Regions from separate parts of the Sus scrofa genome. Here region 2 is linked to region 1. A link is a contact called in public Hi-C data. All regions are on one chromosome and are shown on one strand. The core of a region is the stretch at or near the end of the contact, and the rest is flanking DNA. Distances in the headings are between cores, read along the strand shown.

What was found. Hi-C and Micro-C count contacts between places; a contact is called where the count stands out from the background.
Region 2: a contact with region 1 is called in a Hi-C map of fetal liver, with 3 times the contacts expected there. The contact joins the promoter of SLC25A37 here to the enhancer-like site in region 1. A contact is called at or near these places in 2 of 5 promoter capture datasets (fetal liver and liver), 13 of 47 Hi-C or Micro-C datasets (blood, brain, embryonic fibroblasts and 8 more) and 1 of 2 datasets of contacts at active chromatin or transcription factors (skeletal muscle).

What each region holds. Positions count from the first base shown.
Region 1 is chr14:7,618,820-7,621,986 of Sscrofa11.1, forward strand. It overlaps the pseudogene LOC110256693. Among named protein-coding and RNA genes, the nearest start is that of ENTPD4, 16 kb to the left of the region's middle. Within about 2 kb of position 1,887, at least 5 of the 83 cell types and tissues checked have an H3K27ac peak or open chromatin away from gene starts, as enhancers often do. A contact at or near this core is called in fetal liver, where this site is marked.
Region 2 is chr14:7,663,202-7,666,473 of Sscrofa11.1, forward strand. SLC25A37 (mitoferrin-1) reads left to right here and starts at 1,801. Exons shown (of 5, transcript XM_021072304.1): 1 at 1,801-2,161. The coding sequence starts at 1,952.

The sequences.
Region 1 (3,167 bases), core at 637-3,136:
AGGCTCCTTCGAGGAGCTGGGCGATCACCGGCTGCACGCAGTCACAGAGTTCCACCTGGTGAGACGCAGCCACTCCTGTCCCTGGTTTTGCTGAATTTCATTTTGGCATCCCCTAGAAGGCAGTTTTTGCTCTACTCTGTGGATCCAATCATAGGTTTAAAAAAAAAAAAAAAAGGCTCTTCTTCCTGCGGCTCAGGAAAGAAATTTTACCTGCTCTGTTGAAAATTGATTGTTTGGTAATTGTATTTTGCTTATTTGTTTATGGACAACACGGAGCTAGAGTGACTTGGGTTTGAGTTTTGGCTCTTATTTTCTGGGCAATCTTTTCTAGGGCTCAATTTTCTTACGTCAAAAAGAAAACAACTGGAGTTCCCATCGTGGCTCAGCGGAAGTGAATGACTAGCATCCACGAAGACGCAGGTTTGATCCCTGGCCTCAATCAGTGGGTTAAGGATCCGGCCTTGCCGTGAGCTGTGGTGTAGTTTGCAGACATGGCTCAAATCTGACATTGCTGTGGCTGTGGCATAGGCTGGCAGCTATAGCTGCAGCTCTGATTTGACCCCTAGTCTGGAAACCTCCATATGCTGCAAGTGAGGCCCTTAAAAAAAAAAAAAAAAAAAGGAAACGAACCATCCCTGCCTGATGGGGTTGTCGAAGAGTCCAATGTGACAAGACTGCCCCCTTGCATCTAGTATAGTGCCCAGAGCTTAGTAGGCACTTTCTGTCTCACTTCTTCTCCACATGGAGCGAGGGCCCCATCTCACTCACCTCCATACCCTCTCAGGTGTCTCAGTGCCTGGGGTGTGGATGGTAGACATTGTGAACAAATGAACAAACCATCTCACGAATAAAGCTGACTCACCTTGATTTTAATCCACTCATTTCCTGTTACTGAAATACAAAGTTTTGTGCAGCATTCAGAATATTATATCATACAGCTTCTGCCTACAGATTCTAACTGTCTCATTAAAGGAGGCAAGAGGAACAAAAACATATTTAAGGGTGAACATAGAAGCTAAAAAATGAAAAATGATTCAGAATGAATGATACAGACTGGTTATCATTAAGTTTACAGTTCCTCTGACAGTGCTCAGTTTCTCAAAATCTCTCATTCCTGGTGTTAGTTAACATCTGCTTTGTTTGTTGATAGTAGGCGGTTAGATTCTGATGTTTCGAAGGGGAAGAAGGGGACTCATCTGGGGGCAGGGACATTGTGTTTAAAAGGCAGACCTGGCTGGGAATCCAGTAGGCATCAGGAGAGCAGCAGGCTCCTGGGGATGAGATGGAGGTGACTGAAGACAGAAAAAAAGGGGTCCAAAATGGGAAGTAGGAGGGTGTCGAAGGCAACATTTAGCCCTTGTGCCATTTGGCTGAGGATTTCTTCCTCCTTCTGAGTGTGAACAAAGTCATAGAGTTTAAATCTGGGAGCTACTTAAAAATGATCTGACTTGCTCTCACACCCCAAATAGGAGCCTGTATATAGTATCTCTGACTAGAGGCATTCAAATCACCACTTAAACGCTTCTAAGGACAGGGAACTCACTGTCTTGGAGGAAAACCCTGCTTCTTCATTAGACGGATTGACTATAATTATTAGCTAAAAACCTCCCTCCAGCTTCTTCGCATTGGTGCTGATTCTGCTCCGGGGCCCCGCAGAGCACATGTCCTCCCTCTTCCAGAGGTCAGTTCTTCCAATTGCCAAGAGCTGCTTCCAATCACATCATCCCCAAACTTCCCCCACTACCTTCAGACATTTTCAAATGACCCTTGCCCCTCCTAGACCACAAACTATCTGGCACTGAAGGAGTGAGCCGTCAGGGAGAGGCCGTCTTGTGCCCTGGCTTCCCCCACTGCGCCAGCACTCAGCACTAGATGGCCCCACGGCCCCATTCTGGTGCTCTAGGTATTCAGGACGAACTTGACCATAACATGATCCCCCACTTCTCCTAAGAAGTTTCAGTGCCAACCCTATCATACCACACATCCCTGTGACCACCAGAAGTCCAAAGCCCTGCCTCTGCAGGGATTCAGTGCTGTCTGACCCTCATCCCCAGCTTGCTCTGTAGATACCCAATGTGGACATCCTGTGTTTTGCCCAGGATGTACCCTGCCCTCCCCCTCATGATGACAGCATTGAGGTTTTCTGCCGAAACACCATGCTATTACTTGCCAACATGAGGTTCTGGTGTGTTCCGTCCACCAGGGGTGGGCAGTGCACCCAGGCATGGCCACTTAGAGATCTCCTCGCACTAGCCGCCGTGGATGGTTCAGATTGAGTTTCCCAGGTATGGAAGGGAAGAAGCAGGCGCTGAGGGCCTTGTCCACCTGGAGCTGTTGGGAAGCCATCTGATGTTGGATGGGGGGAGGCTGCCTGAGAATAGAGGCTGCACAGAGGAGAGTGGACCAGAGAGACCCAGGGAGGGGAGGGGAGGCCCACTCCCGTAAGACCATGAATTTAATAAATGTTGTGTGTGTTTGGACTGATCCACTGACTGGCCATTCCCCTGCACCTCTCTCTCGTCCTCTCTCTCTCCCTCTCTCTCTCCCCCATCCCCCTGCCCCTTGGTCCTCCCTATTCCCTGAAACAAAGTGTACTGACATTAGGCTAATCAGTAACCCTCCTACGACCTCCAAGTGGTCAAGTGAAAGGAAGAGTCGCTTGTCTCTGAATTAAAAGCTAGAAATGATTAAACTTAGTGAGGAAGGCACATTGAAAGCTGAGACTGGACGAAAGCGAGGCCTCTCGGCCAGACAGCCAAGTCGTGAATGCTAAGGAAAAGTTCTTAAAGAAAATGAAAAAGTGCTACTCCAGTGAATACACAAGTGATCAGAGAGCAAAACAGCCTTATTACCGATACGGAGAAAGTTTCAGTGTCTGGATAGATGGTCAAACCAGCCACAACATTCCCTTTGGCCAAAACCTAATCCAGAGCAAGGGCCTAACTGCCTTTAATTCTGTGAAGGGTGAGAGAGGTGAGAAAGCTGCCGAAGAAAAGTTTGAAGCCAGCAGAGATTGGTTCGTGAGGTTTAACGCCGTAACACAAAAGCCAAAAGCACAATGGGAAGCAGCATGTGCTGGTGTAGAAGCCAAGGCAAGTCATCCAGAAGATCTGGCTGAGATCATTAATGAAAGTGAGTCTAAACAACAGCTTATCAATGCAGACAAA
Region 2 (3,272 bases), core at 551-3,050, 44 kb after region 1:
AATACAAACATTATTTGCCTGAAAAAATATAGTGAAAATACCTATATGCCTACATCACTATCGCAATAACCACTTTACCCTTTTCATGTGTGTATTTACATCTTTGCAAATGTAATGTTCATAAAATTTTGTTCTGATTTTTCACCTAATATTCCATCATAATCATTGCCCATGTTGTTGCCTGACATAACCACAATTTTAATGGCCCCATAATATTTCACTCATTCAGGTATTATCATTTAATTAGCCATTCCTCTCCAGTTGAACATTTTGGTTGTTTTCCATTATTCATTACTGTAAATAATGCTTTGAAGAGTGTTATGCCTATCTTAGACTCTTGTGTCACATTCTCTGAAGTGGGCAAAAGGGTTAATATGTACTGGTTAAAGGGTATCCATTTTTATAGAGTATCAACAGGTGTTGACCAACCTTGCTTGAAAAACCACTTTTGGTAAGAACAGGGAAATTTTTCTCCAACAATCACTAAATACAGAGCTTGTTTTACCTAGTCCATCTTGGGAGGAACTATTGGCAGCTACCAAAAACGGGGAGATGGTGCCTTGGCCTTGAAGCCTCTATTGACATTGCTCACATCACTGAACCTTAAATCCCTGAGAGCTTCCTGGGTTGTTGTGACCTGAATCTTGGGCCCAGGGTGAGGCCAAAGAGGGGTGCAGCACATTTAAGGTCCCCTTCCCCACCCTTTCATTATCTCAAGGCACAGCTTTCCTGACCAGAAGGCTTCTCTAGATAACGGGCAGTAAAAGTTGATCAGCTAGAGCCATGCCTCAAGGCACAGAATGTGCACAGTTTGATGTGCAGATGCCATGCTTCCATGGAGCCCTAGATTAATAGGCTACTCCTCTACTTTTTGATTTCTCCTCCATCCCCAGATGAAATAAGACAGTATCATTTAGGTTAAAATAAAGTAGCCTGGGTTACACTTTGAGAAGACAGCTTGGAATGAGTTTAAGAACTAGAGACCAGAGCCTTTCAAGCCAGGCAGACACAAGACTGCAAGATACACTCTTTCGGCTACTTTGCACCCTACTGTGAGACTGGGCCTCTAAAGCTCTTTCAGCCTCAGAAAAGTGAGCTGAAGGTGCCTACACAGAAGGGCTCCATCCTGGTGACTACTTGTCTTCACTAGCCCAGGGAAGGGTGAATTTAGCCCTTTTGTGAGAATGTGATGAGGAGAAAATTTTACTCTGTGTTTTCAGTGAAAGAAAAGACTTTGAGTAAATGGCTGTTCTCCCCAATAAAGCATCCTGGTGCAGAACCTTGAGTTTTTAGCTTCTTCTCTCCACGGTACATGACCTCTTGGTGCACAAAAGGAAATGCAGCACTCATATCATGCAGTGGGTCCTCAATTCTAGAACTCTACTCCACCCCCACGTGCCCCCCCCCCGCAGTCACCATAACTGTTCCATTGAGAATATTCGCAATAACTTCCCCCCACTCCAGGCCTGAGGAATGCCAAAGCTTTCTGAGCAATACTGTTTGCAAAATCCCAGGCTCTAGGGGCAGAATGACCACTCTTCCAGATCTCCCTTCAGCCTTAAGCATTTGCCCCCTGCGGCCAGGCTGACCCACCCCAGTGACTGACCCCCTGCCTGTCCCAAGCCTGGCAGCACCACCTCACCAGGAGGTAAGACAACTTTCCGGGACACCCCCAACGTCTCTCGCCCCCGTCCGGTTGCTTGGAAATTTGCACTGGACAGTGACGTCACACTGGGAGGCGGGTCCCCCCTTTCCCGCACACCAATGGCGAGGCAGCGGCTGGCCTTTTCTTTTCCAGTGATTGGGGCCCCTCTGCTCCACCCCAGCCCGCCATGGCGTCAGGCGCCGCAGCACCGGGGAGGTGGTTCCCACTTTAAAGAAGTGAAGTTTTTCGCCCCCTCCCCCTCCCCGCCTGCCTCTTGCAGCCTCCCGCGCCCCGCGGAGCCGGCGGATGGAGCTACGCTGCGGCGGCGTAGGGAGCCAGGCTGGGGGGCGCAGGATGGATGGGGACAGCCGAGATGGCGGCGGCGGCTGCAAGGACGCCGGGTCGGAGGACTACGAGAACCTGCCGACCAGCGCCTCCTTATCCACCCACATGACAGCCGGAGCGATGGCCGGGATCCTGGAGCACTCGGTCATGTACCCGGTAGACTCAGTGAAGGTGAGGCGCTAGGGGACTTTAGGGACGGAGCGAGAAGAGAGGAGAGCGCACTCGCCTGTGTTTGCATTTGCATCCCGCGCTGGAGCTGCCTGGGGGCAGCTCCCCGAAACTGCGCTCTCTCTGGAGCAGTGGCACCCCGCGTCTCGCCGGGAGCTGGCGCGCGCAGCCGGGGCGCCGAAGAACGCGCCGCGCCTCTCCTTCCGCTGCGCGCCTGGGCCCTGGGGCACCCCCGAGCCCACGAGGGTGCCCCAGTCTGCGTCCGGCTCAGGCACTGGCCCGCGTTCACGGCCCGGCTGGCTGCGGCCGGCGAGGAAAGTGGCTAGCGCCGCTGGCCGCTGTGGCGGAGGCGGGGTTCCCGAGGGAGGCGGCCGGTGCAGCTCTGCACAGTCTGACCGTGTCTGGCCACGCGATCGGACGGTTTGCGATTCCGGCTCGTCGCGGCTCCGCTGGCTCGCCTGGTGTCCGAGCCGCGGCGAGTGGCGTCTGCCAACCGGTGCCGGTGGTTGAGGCTGCCCACACGTGCGCCGTCCCCGGGGGACTCGCCGCCGGGAGCGCTAACCGCTCTCGCTCCGAGAAACGTGGCCCCGGCCCGGCCGCACGCCCTCCAGCAGTAGAGGCGTGAGACGTGCAGTGACATTTGCCATCTCTTTTTGTTACAGGGAGTCGGGGAGGCTGGGAGAGCGTGTGCTATAATAGCCCTTCTTAGGGTCTTGTGTAATAAGGCGTTCTGTTTGTCCCGCTCTTCCCGGGTAGTTTTAAATGCATTTCCTTAAGGAGACAGCTTTAGCCAGGCCGATTTTGCCTGAGCTGCCCTCTGTCAGTCTGTTCAGGACACCGAATGGCTAGGGGATAGGGTACTGCAGGAAAGTAATTCCAGGATTGATACATTGCACTTTTGTAGGCTTAACTCATCTAATTCATAGAGCAGCCCTGGGAATTAACAGAGGAAGAAACCCAGGCACAGAGAGGTGAACAAATTAGCCTGCGCTGGCTCATTTTCCACCTGAATCCTTTGACTCCAGCCCCACTGTGCTTTGGGAGATTTGGGGGCTCTCTAAAAGGGTGGCAGGGACATTGAATGGCAGGGCACACAGAGCTCCGCAACTAGCAT